2 separate regions of the Ovis aries genome follow, and region 2 is linked to region 1. A link is a contact called in public Hi-C data. All regions are on one chromosome and are shown on one strand. Each heading gives the region's core, a stretch centred on a gene start, on an enhancer-like site or on the middle of the called end of the contact. The rest is flanking DNA. Distances are from core to core; before and after follow the strand shown. Region 1 overlaps RASGEF1B (RasGEF domain family member 1B). Region 2 overlaps RASGEF1B (RasGEF domain family member 1B).

Region 1 (6,036 bases), core at 2,097-4,596:
TTTCTTGTTGGCATCCTTCTACATGTTGGTCAATCCTTTGTTTTCCTAGAGGTGGCAACATTTCTGGCTACTAAGCCTAGTACTTTCCAGTGGTCTAATGGACTATTAAAGTCTTAGAATTTATGTCACCCTTGGTGCACTTTCAGTCTTGCTCTATTTTATATGCTCCACTAGACACTTAATCTGATGTTTGAGATCCTACTGACTTTTGGAGTAGAAAATCATAAACCATTTGTATTTATTTTTTAAAATTTAATTTATTCTTATCCATATATTAAATATTTAAATATTATTTACCATAATTCATGCTTATTACTAACACTGCATTCTTACAGTCTAAAAATAGCTACTAGCTAATAAGCTACAATAGACAAAAACATATCAATTGAATAACACCTCTCTAGGAGAAAAAAGAAATGGTTAAGAAAATTGAAAGGGCAAAGCTAGGTGATGGTCTATGTTGGTAAGGTACCTAATATGGCAGAGGAAAAGATGGGTTCAACTTCATCAATCTCCAGAGGTGGCCTGGAACAATTGGACTTTGGAGGAGAATTCGGATGACCCCAGAGAGAATATCTGCTTGAACAAGAGATGAGGAAATGTATCCTCCCTTCCTTGGGAGAAGAATCTGGCATCTCTGAAGCAGGGACTTAGAATCTTGATTCTGATGCCACAGATAATAAATGGAAAAGCCAACATTTTGTGTGGTTGTAAGGAGACGAATTATAATATTGAAAATACTTAAGATTGATGAGGTTTTTGTCTTTGGTGGTTGAATTCAGATGTTACCTCCCCTTCAGTTGTACTTTGGGGTTTGCAGTTAAATTTATAAAAATTAGATTTGTGCAACCCTCTCATCCTAGAATGACAGATGTAGCCAAGTGCTATAGGCAGATTTCTGCCTTGGAAATAGAGAGGAGGGGTCTAATCAGTATGGAGCCCTAACAAGTCACTCCTTCTCTCCCTATGCCTGCAACATCTGTGAAATTGATGAGTTGTCACACTAGATGATTTATGAGTCTCTTTTAGCTCTGTGTTAGCTGACTTATTTTGCTATACTATCACTTCATTCATTTGTACCATTTATTGGCTGTGGAAGAATGAAGGCTGAAGTAATGATCTGTGGTTAGATGTTCAGCTACTTTCTGGGTACACAAAAATGAAGACAGGAGAGTGAAATTTCTTATTGATGAAAATTATGTAAAGATTTACTGTTTGCCTGAACTGCCTTTTGTTTTTCTCCTACAAGTGTTTTTAAAAATGCTAGTTTTCAAGAAGGCTGAATGAGGAAAATTTTTTGACCTTTTAATTTAGTGTTACTATTAAAACCGATCATCTTAAAATCAATCTTTTGACAAGTCTGTATATTACTTTATATGGTCTGTATATTACTTTGTTTCGAGGTATGTCTATGTCTAGAAGTCATTCAGTTGATTCATATTTTATTAGGAAACTCTGGTATGAAAATTACTGTAACACAGAGAAAGCACAAGTTAGTCTTGTAAGAAAGGAAAGCACTTTATAGACCACTAATATCCTTCTGTTTATCTAAAAGGGAAGAATGGAGGAGGGGTGGCAGATAAGGGTAATTTTTCAAGAACTTGCAGTCAAAAAAATAGTATTATCCCAGTAACCATGTTGATAGAAAATTATACTTGTTTACTAAATGTCCTAAGTATCAGGTTATTTTCCTACTGAGGTAAATTGGGTGTAGAAACATAAACCCTTTTAGTTAAGGTTGCTTCCCCATTTGATATTCTGTAATTTGACTTGAAATCTATCATGTGTAAATGATGATTCCACTACTTATCTCTGTGCTGTGCAATATGGTAGCCAGTGCTGTTCAGTAACTAGCCACATGGGGATATATGAACTTAAGTTTAACTAAATTAAACAAAACAAAAAAAATTGCACGAGTCATGTTTTAAGTGCTCAATAGCTATGTGTGTAAGTGGCTGATGTATTGGCCAGAAAAAGAAAGTTTCAAATATCTCAGCAAGCTCTTTTTGACAGCCCTTAATTAGATGATGATGATTTTGATTATCCAGAAGATCATTTTTATTCCTCTGGGAAAATGACAATTAATTCTCATCATAAACAGCACCCAAGACGTAAGGAAATAAGACCGACTGGCTTTGTATGTTTGCAACTGTATTTCATGAGCAATGCCACCTTCCAAAGTTCAGTAATTTGCCACAATCACACATGCCAATTTCTCAAAAAATTTCCCCCAGAACTCCCAATTGTCCTTTTACTTTTCTAAACCAGCACCTACTGTTTCTGCTAGAATGCACCAGCCCTTTCAACGACAAGGAACGTGGAGCCATCTACTGTTAAGGCCAGGAACTGCATGGAAGTTGTAGATGAAAAACTGTAGGAAGAATATGCATGGGGATCATTTCCTACAAAAAAAAAAAAAATAGTAAAGATTTATCTCAAAGAAAGGTTTTAAATGATCCTCCAGGCCTATTTATAGTTTCCATGTACTGAATTGTTATTTTGTGTCTTGATAAACTGCTGACAAGATATTCCCAAGTCAAAAGATGACAAACTTTAGCTTTGTTTTTCTTCCAGGGAAACCAAAGATAGTAATTATTTGAGTCAGAATTCTTTTCCTTCGTTGATTAGGAATTAGTTTTTTTTTTTTTTTAAAGTAGCATCTAGGGGAAATGAAGCAAAATGCAAATTCATTTTTTTATATGGAAACCTGTAACAAATCAGGAAATATCCCTATTTCATGCTTATAGAGAGAAATAGGACCTTCTTTCCTCAGAAATACTGATTATTTCCCCTTGACTGTGAGATCTCCTAAGCATCTGGGGCTCAGTTCCAAAGAATGTACTTATCTGGGAGTTACTTACTTTTTGTTCTCACGCCAAAGAGGTGAGTCCATTCTTACTTGTCTGCTCTGCATTGTTTGTAATCTCAACACAATACCTCTTTTTTCAAGGAGGTTAACAAAGGTGTAGCTTTACTAGCATCTAGAGATGCTGCTAGGGAGAAATGAGAAGATCATCTTTGAGATGTTTTCAAGCTCAAAATAAGCATGTTTTAGATTGTGTTGGAAACTTGATTTTACTTTCTTCCAACTCAGATCCATAATTAGAGAAACACTCTCTGAGCCTACTGTTGACTGTTGTCTTCTGAGATTCCACAGTGCCTGAAGGAGGACAAAAGTACTTGAGATCCCAGCTGGAGTCAAGCTGAAATATGTGAACTCTTTTTTCATTCCCATCTCTGGAACCTCAAGTGAGAAAGGGAAGTGGTGGCCTCTCACCAAAGGGCAAAGTTCCTCTGGAATCTAGATGGGAATTTGGGAACCAGTCATTCCCGGATCTTAAATTAAGCCTCTCCTTACTAAGCAAATATGGTTTCGAAGTTCAACTGTGATAGAGTGGCTATCCTCTACCTCACTGGGACACATGCCCAGCATTTTTGAACAGAAGCAAAAAGATAGTAATCAATATAAAGGCATTGGGTTTATTAAATATCTCACCAAGGCGCTCTATGATGAAATAGGGAGAAATACACCTCTTTTTTTTCTTACACTCCTACCCTTTGCAATCTCATTCTCCTGGGTGTAAATGAAATGCTGACTTGACATCTTGGTAGAGATTTACAAAACACCTAAAGCAGATGTTGAAGGATGGCCTTTGATTTAGTTCCCACACCCATCTTTTCCTGGCCCTCTTTTCCAATTTGCATTGTCACCTGAAACCACCTTAGCCTCATGCACCTGCCTCCCCATAAATAACCTTGTGCAAAAGCAGTCGCTGATTCAAGCACAGTCTGCTTTTCATCTGGTGCCTTAGTTGGTTTGAAACCATTAGGCATGCCTTTCAAATCCATTCATCCCTTAAATCACCCAGAGCCTGCTTCCTTGCTGCTGGATCAATGTCACGCTGAACTCTGGCAGGGTCCTTGAAAGAACATGATATATCTTTGTGACTGAATTAGCTGCTCCTGTGAGATATCTTGTCTGTCAACCAACTTTCCAGGTTCCCAAATTCATTTTAAGAAAGAGCATTCATCTTGTATACCTGGATTGGGTATCGCTTACTTCCCCTTCGGAAGTTTCCCAGAAGAACCTGTAATCTGTATGCTAATTCTGGCGACTCAAAGCTTTCTTTTATCCTGGGTCATTGTTTTAAAAACCAAATTCATTTCCCATTGTCTCATTGCCTTCTCTCCATTCCAAAGTCCTCAGTTTGTGGAGGGTGTGGGAGGCGGGGAGGCCTATTTAATTATCTCTGCCCCCCCAAAAAAGAAGTGTCTTTTTCATTCTCTTTAACTCCATTGGATCAGTACTACCAGGAAAAAAAAAAAATATTGCTTTCTAAGGAGCCAGTTTTGAATGTGTTACACCAAGGTTCTCTTCAGAACCACCATATTCTCCTTCTTTGAGGAAGTGGGTAATAAATACGATCCAAGTTCTGTACAGGCCAGCACACATACTTCCTAATCTGAGATCTGAACTCTCTAAAAGTATATACACATTTGTTGGTTGATTTCTTGCAGAGAAGTTTGTGATCTCCCTAAAGAGCTAGAGCCACTGGCCAAATAGAATATATTCTGAGTTTCCAGCAACTGGGTTACAAATGAAACTTTGCAAGGTGAGAACTGTTTGTGAGGTTAACCTGTCTCTTAAGCCTTATCTTCCTGGTAGTAATTTGAATAGAGTCAACAGCTTTTTCAAGCATCTCACATAAATCTCACTTTTTCCAAAGGAGTTAACTGCTTTGAAGTTTGACTTAACCAGCAAATTAAGGACTCTGCTTAATCGCCTGGGGGAGGAAATGGCAATCCGGTCCAGTATTCTTGTGTGGAGAATCCCATGGACAGAGGAGCCTGCGGGCAGCAGTCCATAGGATCTCAAAGAGTTGGACAAGACCGAGCACAGCACAGCACTTAATGCTGTCACTTATTTCAGTTTTGGAAAAAAGTGACTTTCTCCTAAACCAGAATTTTTGCTAGCTGGTCCCCACAGCAGGTACACTGGGTTGGGCAAAATTTGTACTAAAGAAGGATGGAGAACTTGGTGGAGGATGTGCTAAAGGAGGATGGAGAAGGTAGTGTTGAGATTATGCTGGAAAGGATAGAGAAGGTAAGTAAATTGAGAGTTTACAAAACCCCACAGACAGAACATAGTAATTGTGAGAACTGTAAAGAGAAGGTTTGCTGCAGATAAGAAGCCAGAGCTTCACTGAGATTAAAGAAAATAAATGGAAGCTGTGGGTAGGAACTACCTTAAACTCAGTCTTCCGTCCACTGGGGTAATGTTAGCAAAGGATTCCTGGAATTAATAGCTCCCGGGGCTAAATGCTTCTTTGGATTCTCATGTCCAGTACTTGGACATTCTGTGAATTTGTTTTCTTAAACAAAAACCAAGCCAATATTTAATCTTCTGAGCCTCCCTATTTAATTCTAGAAATGTAGCAGGTTGAACTAAAGTCTTGGACATCAAGTTTGAGCAATGCTAAATAAACAGTTCCTGATGTGGATAATAAGAGGAAAGATACTTGAGAGAAAAAAATTCCACTATGTTTATCTTTGGAAGTATTTAAAAATCCACTTCACAAACAGTACTTTCTGTGCCATTCTGCTGACCTTTCCTCTTGTTTAACAAATACATCTATTACGCAAGGCAGTTGATCTTTCCAAAAAACAGACTGGCCACTTGCTAGAGATTGTCCAGAAATTAGTTATGCCTACTGTGATCTATGAGCTTTCTTTGTGTCATTTTATCTCATCAGATTTTTTTCTGGAAATCTATAAAGTACACACAAGCAAATATCACTGTATTTCATTGAATCTAAGATTTCATCCATTATAAGATGCTCTTTTTTTTTTTTTAGTTTTTTATTTTTTAAATTTTAAAATCTTTAATTCTTACATGCATTATATATTGCTAAAAAAAAAGACTGATGGTTAAATGTATTTTCTTGTCACTCAACTATCTAATGAATCCCAATTTCAAAGAAACTAAAATATAAAGAAGTGTATATGAGAATCTCTGAAATCTTTGACTAGAGGGGA
Region 2 (6,036 bases), core at 1,511-4,010, 140 kb before region 1:
AAGACCTGCCTTAGATTATAAAGGATACAAAGATAACAAAAGCAGGGGTCCTGTCTTCAGTAAGTCACTTCCCAGCAGATAATGACAAGTACCCTAATAATAGGATGTGAATCCTGTGATTGGGAGAAGTTTATTTTGATTCTAGCCAGAGTGGAGGAATATAGCAAAATGCTTCTTAGGGAATCTGAGCTGTGCTTTTTAGGACAGGTGGGAAATCATAGACAGACAGTGAAGAAAGGATCTTTCAGAAACTAGGAGCAGTATAAACAAAGGCATAGACTGGAATCTACTGAAGAAAAACACAATTGGCCAAATGTAGCTTGAGGTTTAGGTAAATTATAGGAGAGAGTTGGAACTAAAGCAAAAAAGGGAAAAAGAGCCACATTTTGGAGTGTTCTAAAAGGCAGGTAGAGAATTTTGGACAGTACTCCATATAGAATCAGAGGTTTGAAAACCAGAATTTGAGCTGTGATCAGTGTTTTTATGCAACAAGATGAGATACTTGTAGTGTTATTTTTTTAACAACAACAACAAAAGATTCACATAGTCTACTCTATGTTCTGCAAGATACCTTAGCAGATTAGCCTGAAAATATTCTGCGCTTCTGTCGATATTCCTTCAGAATGTCATAAGAGGTCTTGTAATGTACCCTGCATAAGGTTAAATGAGTTTGCACTGACTGCGAGCTGAAGGTGCCTGTGTAAAAATGCTGCCTCGGGTATTTCAAGTGACAACTGTTACGGGTAAGTGCTTGAGGCACTGTTGTGAGAAGCAGGACAACGGCTTCACGCAGTAGGAGAGCCAGCCAAGTCCCTGAAACCTCTCTCTGTTTCCTTCCTCATAGGAACAGCAATGGAAACCTTCGATGTACAGCGGCATAACTCCCATCTGCTTTGCAAGCCCTCTGCTTGAGAAGCCAGTTGGCAAAGTAAGAATGAATTCATTTCTTGCTGAACGGTTTAATTTGAGTCTGTTGGCTGTTCTTTCTTTTGTCTTGAGCTATTTGGGTGATATAATCAAACTGATCTCATAAAAGTGGCTGATAAAAATCCAGATTTTGAACTCTTTGGTTCGCCCTAGTGGCATTGCTCCTTGGCAAGATGTTGAGCTAAGTGATGTTGATCTGAGATTCCCAGGTCTTCACGTGGATCTCGATGCTGTCCTCCCCAGCTCCCTTCAGTGTCCCGCTTTCTCAGCTCTTTGTCTCACCTTCCCTTGCCGATCGGAACATATTAGAAAGAAAGAGGTGGCTTTTAGTCATCTACATTGTAGGGGAAGGGAAACCTTTTTCCTCATCTCTTTTAGCTTAGTGCCTGGGGTAATGCAAATTAAACCGAGAAAATAAAAAAGACAGGTAGAGAAAAGATTTATTACTGTGAATAAAGAGGCCTTCATAGAAAAGAAGTGAAGACCCAGAGAAGCAACTGTATTTGAGACTTGTATAACATTTTAACAAAGAGTGATATTGGAAAAGTGACAAGAGAAAGGTGAAAGGTTTGGGGCTTCCCTGGGCTACAAATTGTGAGCTGGTTAATATATGGGGGAAATTAATGAAAAATTAAGAGTTACTTGGTAAGGTGTGTTATACGAACTCAAGTTGGTGCCTTTTCTACTACTAAGAGTCTTTTCTAGCGATTAAAAGTCATCTTCTTCCTGGTATGGAAAAGCAAGATACCGTTACAAATTTATGTTACTTTTACAAAGGAAAGTTTATGTACTACTTTCAGACAGAAAGAGAAGTCAGAGAGCTTGGCCTACACCTGCTATTTCTCAATTGCCTTTGACTCAGAGTAATCTTTATGCAAAAGTGGCATATTTAGGGGTGGCAAAATCTGATTCTCTTCAACATCTTATTGTGAAATCCAACCGCCACTCTGCTTCTTCCAAACATATTTGTTATTTAAACTATCTTGTAGAATGAAAAACTTTGACTCCAGAAGAGAAGTTACAGTATTTGTCCTGAACTTGAAATCACACCCATCAGTCCCACCAGGGAGTATAGAGCTGGATAGTTAAGAGGTGGGTTCCTAGAGTCAGGATGCCCAGGGTCACCAGCTCTGTGACTTTGAGCAAATCAAATGTAAAGAAGTCTTCATACTGGTACCTGCCTCACGGAACTGTCATCAGAATTAATTTAATAAAAATTCATGAGAACAAGGATTTTTTAAACCTATTTTGTTTACTGTATATGCAAGTAGTCAACAAATGCAAATGAATTGAATGAATGAATAAATGAAACACTATACACATGATAAACGTAGAGGAAACACATGCTCAATTTGCTTATTTCAAGAAGTGAGAGCTGGAGGGTGTTGTATGTAGGGAGGGACACCATTCTCGACACTTTGGCGAGAATGCCAAGGACAATTGCCAGGCACACCTTAACAGAAGCACCAATCTACCTGGGATAAGTCACCTTCCTGTCCTTTGCTACAGTTATTGGTGCATCTCCAGACCACACACAATCCAGCCGCTAGGATGAACCATAGTCAGTGTCAAACAAACAAAACTTCTTTCAGTAGGTCTTTTCTCTCCAGCTTCTACATATGTGGGCAGAGCTGGAGCTTTTGTAGTTTTTAAAAGGAAATGAGTCTATTTTCCCCAGCAATTCCTGGTAATTCTGCCTTGGCGGTGAGTCCTGCCAAGACAGCTGTCTTTGGAGTACGAACTCCCAGTGGAACAGGAAGCCTCCTGCCCATGCTCTCAGCGCGGCTGACGTTTTGCATGCGTAGCAGGGGAGTGACCCAAGCTTCTTGGGACTGACTTTTCTGTACTTCATGTTCACTAAGGTCTGCACTTCCCCTCTGCTGACTTCAGTTCCAAGCAAGAGGAGTATCCTTTGGCCCAAAGATTAAAACAACAAACAAACAAAACACTCCCTGAACATCACAAAATGTGTTGGCAGCAGCTCCATTTCACTGCTTTGTCCCTCCCTGGGTCCCTTCCAGCCCTGCTTCCTTTGACTTTATTTATGTAGGTTCTAAATAGACCACCACTTCTTGGGGATGGAAAGAAGCCATTCCAAAGGTTGAGTTCAGAAGTCCACAAGCCCTGGAGAGACTCTTTTGACTAAATTTCACACCAACCTAATAGCCAGTCCTGAGTTTACTTGCCGTTTTCCTAGACCTGATTGAGAAACGCTAATAGCAATGTAGAAATGGTGGAGAGTGCCTTTGGTAAATGCTTGCCAGAGAGCCAAAGGAAGTCAAGGGTAGTATGACCATTCTTGGGTTTTGCAGATGGCTCATTGGTAAAGAATCCACTGGGAGATTCTTGATGCAGGAGACATGGGTTTGATCCCTGGGTCAGGATGATCCCCTGGAGAAGGGAATGACAATCTACTCCAGTATTCTTGCCCGGGAAATCCCATGAACGGCAGAGCCTGGTGGGCTATAGTCCATGGAGTTGTAAAGAGTTGGACACGATTTAGTGACTAAACAACATGACCATTCTTGGTTCGATAATATTTCGCAGTATGTTCCTCAGGTTTCCCTCCCCCACAGGGCTGAATGAGCAGGTAATTGTCTATCTGTACAGTGACACCAGGACTGTCCTGGGTGAGAGGAGCTGCTCCCAGAGAATACACTTTCTCTCTTTTCTCTCCATAGCTCTGGCTTTAGCTTAACACATGTTCTGTGAAATATTCTAATGAATTCATTTTTAAAATCAGCTCTCTAATCCATCCGCCTGGGGGTGTATGTGGCGGGGAATGATGCCAAATTGTAAGAAAGTCAAGCTTTAATTATAGAGGTCAATGGAAGGCAGCATTTGGGGGTGGATAATTAAAACCTATGTTTAATCTGCCCAGAATCCAAACTCTCTTCCTCACTGACAAGAAACTTTCTGTTGGTTAAAGGCTTCAAGGTGGACCCAGAGGCAGTTTCTACCACCCAAATTAGGGTGCCCCAAGCTGAACCAAAGACCAGTGTTTTCCTGCTACAACGGAGAGGAAAAGTGTTGAGAAAATATCAGTTAGAAAACAGGGGTTTCCAATGTGAGCTCATAATAGAATAAGGAATATTTTGGCGCCAACTCCAGTCTTACCACTAAATGATAAATCTTCTCATTAGTGGTTATGATTAGAGGACAGGAATTAAAGGAGGGAAACTTCCTTCTTTTCTAGGGAGAAGCCCTTGACATCACTCTGGGCAGCAAGCAAGCCTGGAATGTGTGAATATCCACTCTCAGATCAAGAAGAGTTTTCTGTTTTATTTTACATCACTGGAGTCAGCGCCTTTTGAATGGAGCATGTAAATTTATGTAAACAAGAATGCAAATGTTAAAAAAATATGTGTCTTGGGATTTCCTGGGGATGCCTTGGTAGCTTTGTCTTCCTGCCTTTGTATCATCTAAATATCGTGTTGTGAAAACTCGGATGAACTTACTTCCTCAAATCCCACAATGTTATAACTAGAGAGAGGGTTTTCTTTATCATTTATAGGAGATATTTTGGAGAATGAATTAAGACAGACTAATGTATTTGACACTAAACATGTTAGCTCCAAGAAGATACACAGGCCAACAATAAATGCAAAATGGATTGGAGAATTTCAATAAATTGATGGCAGATTCAAAGTGGATTATTGAAAGGGAATTAGAGAATGATGATGGAAACAAAAGCAGGGATTTAAGGAGATAGGTGACATGAGAAGACGCCATAAAATTCAAACTCCAGGCTGTCCTTCAAAATTCTCACTGAGGCTACTGACAAGAGATGGGTTTAAAGAAGTATTAGTTCAACTCAGCATAACAGTCCATGCCAAGTGTGGATCATGCCAAGTCTAAATGACCCAAGCAAGTGCCATGACCTCTGAAAGCTGCAGAGAATACACAAGCAGATGGGACTGTTTGGGATTAAGAGCTGCCCATGAGTATGGCTGTGCCAACCTGTCTTTCTCAGTATAATTTAGGAGACAGGTAAACTTGTCCTCAAGTCTAAGGAAATGTAACTTTAATACATGATTTGATTAGGCCAGAAGGAAATGGAGAGAGATAAACAGCCTTGAAGGATAGCAGTGTTATTGAATGGAAGGGTAACTAAGAAAGTAAAGGAGGCCCCCTGGGCCTTCTATATTTCTCCATGAGTAAAGGGGGAAACTGGAGGAGCTGGGTGGAAGTACTGGATAAACAACAGATAAGAAAGGAGCTGGTGAACTCAGAATTAACCACATATAGAGCTGCTTTATTTCAGAGTTGAGAGGCATCTTTGGGAAGAAAACAAACAGAGGTGTCCCCTTTTTGCACACTGATCTTTAGCTTCTTTAAACACTGAAGAATTTTTCTCACCAAAGGAAAATTTAACTTAGCCAAAATGGACCACTTTAAGAATCGTCGTCTAAGTCATGGCCCACTGAGAATCTCTGAGTGTGTTACATCATTATATCATGGCTAGGTCTGCATAGACAGCACCAATTCAATGAGAAGTACCTTGGAACTTAATACTCAATATTTAGGGGTCTAAGTGACTAAAGAAGATGGAATGAAGAACTCAACCCACAAAGTACTCTGTGGCCTATTGCCGTTTCCAAAAAAAAAAAGAAAAAAAACCCAAAAGTTAGGAATGGAATAATCCAAAGAGAATAATAATTGTAAGCACAGCAAGCTACTACAATTACTATAGCCATAGATAAATGTAATTTTCATTAATTGAGAATGAGGGCACCTGATGTGACTGGCTCTCTTTTTCTATACATTTAGCTTCTGGTCACTGAGGTAAAATGCATTAAGCCAACTATTCTTCAAGGTGAAAGAAACTTCCAAGGTAAAGGGTCAGCTCTCTTCTCCTAAGATAGTGGAGGATTTAGTTGGGCATATGTCCACCCAACTAAAGAGCACCTTTTCAGCATCCCTTGCAGCTAGATGTTGGCTATATAATATTATGGGAATGAGATATGAATGGAAGTGATGTATGTAATTTTTGAATCATGCCATTCATATTAAAGGCAGACCCTTCCTGCTGGCTGGAATATAAATATGGTAGCAAAAACTGAAATAGCTATGTTAGACCATGAGAGGATGGCAGAGAAACCACATAGA

Evidence for each region. Hi-C and Micro-C count contacts between places; a contact is called where the count stands out from the background.
Region 2: a contact with region 1 is called in a Hi-C map of liver, with 7 times the contacts expected there. The contact joins two enhancer-like sites. A contact is called at or near these places in 6 of 16 Hi-C or Micro-C datasets (liver, mixed tissues, muscle and 1 more).

Annotation. Positions count from the first base shown.
Region 1 is chr6:96,951,266-96,957,301 of ARS-UI_Ramb_v3.0, reverse strand. All of the region lies in intron 4 of RASGEF1B (RasGEF domain family member 1B), which reads left to right. Among named protein-coding and RNA genes, the nearest start is that of TRNAW-CCA, 160 kb to the left of the region's middle. Within about 2 kb of position 3,346, at least 10 of the 54 cell types and tissues checked have an H3K27ac peak or open chromatin away from gene starts, as enhancers often do. A contact at or near this core is called in liver, where this site is marked.
Region 2 is chr6:97,089,180-97,095,215 of ARS-UI_Ramb_v3.0, reverse strand. It overlaps RASGEF1B (RasGEF domain family member 1B), which reads left to right. Exons shown (of 17, transcript XM_042251549.2): 4 at 845-928. Among named protein-coding and RNA genes, the nearest start is that of TRNAW-CCA, 24 kb to the left of the region's middle. Within about 2 kb of position 2,760, at least 11 of the 54 cell types and tissues checked have an H3K27ac peak or open chromatin away from gene starts, as enhancers often do. A contact at or near this core is called in liver, where this site is marked.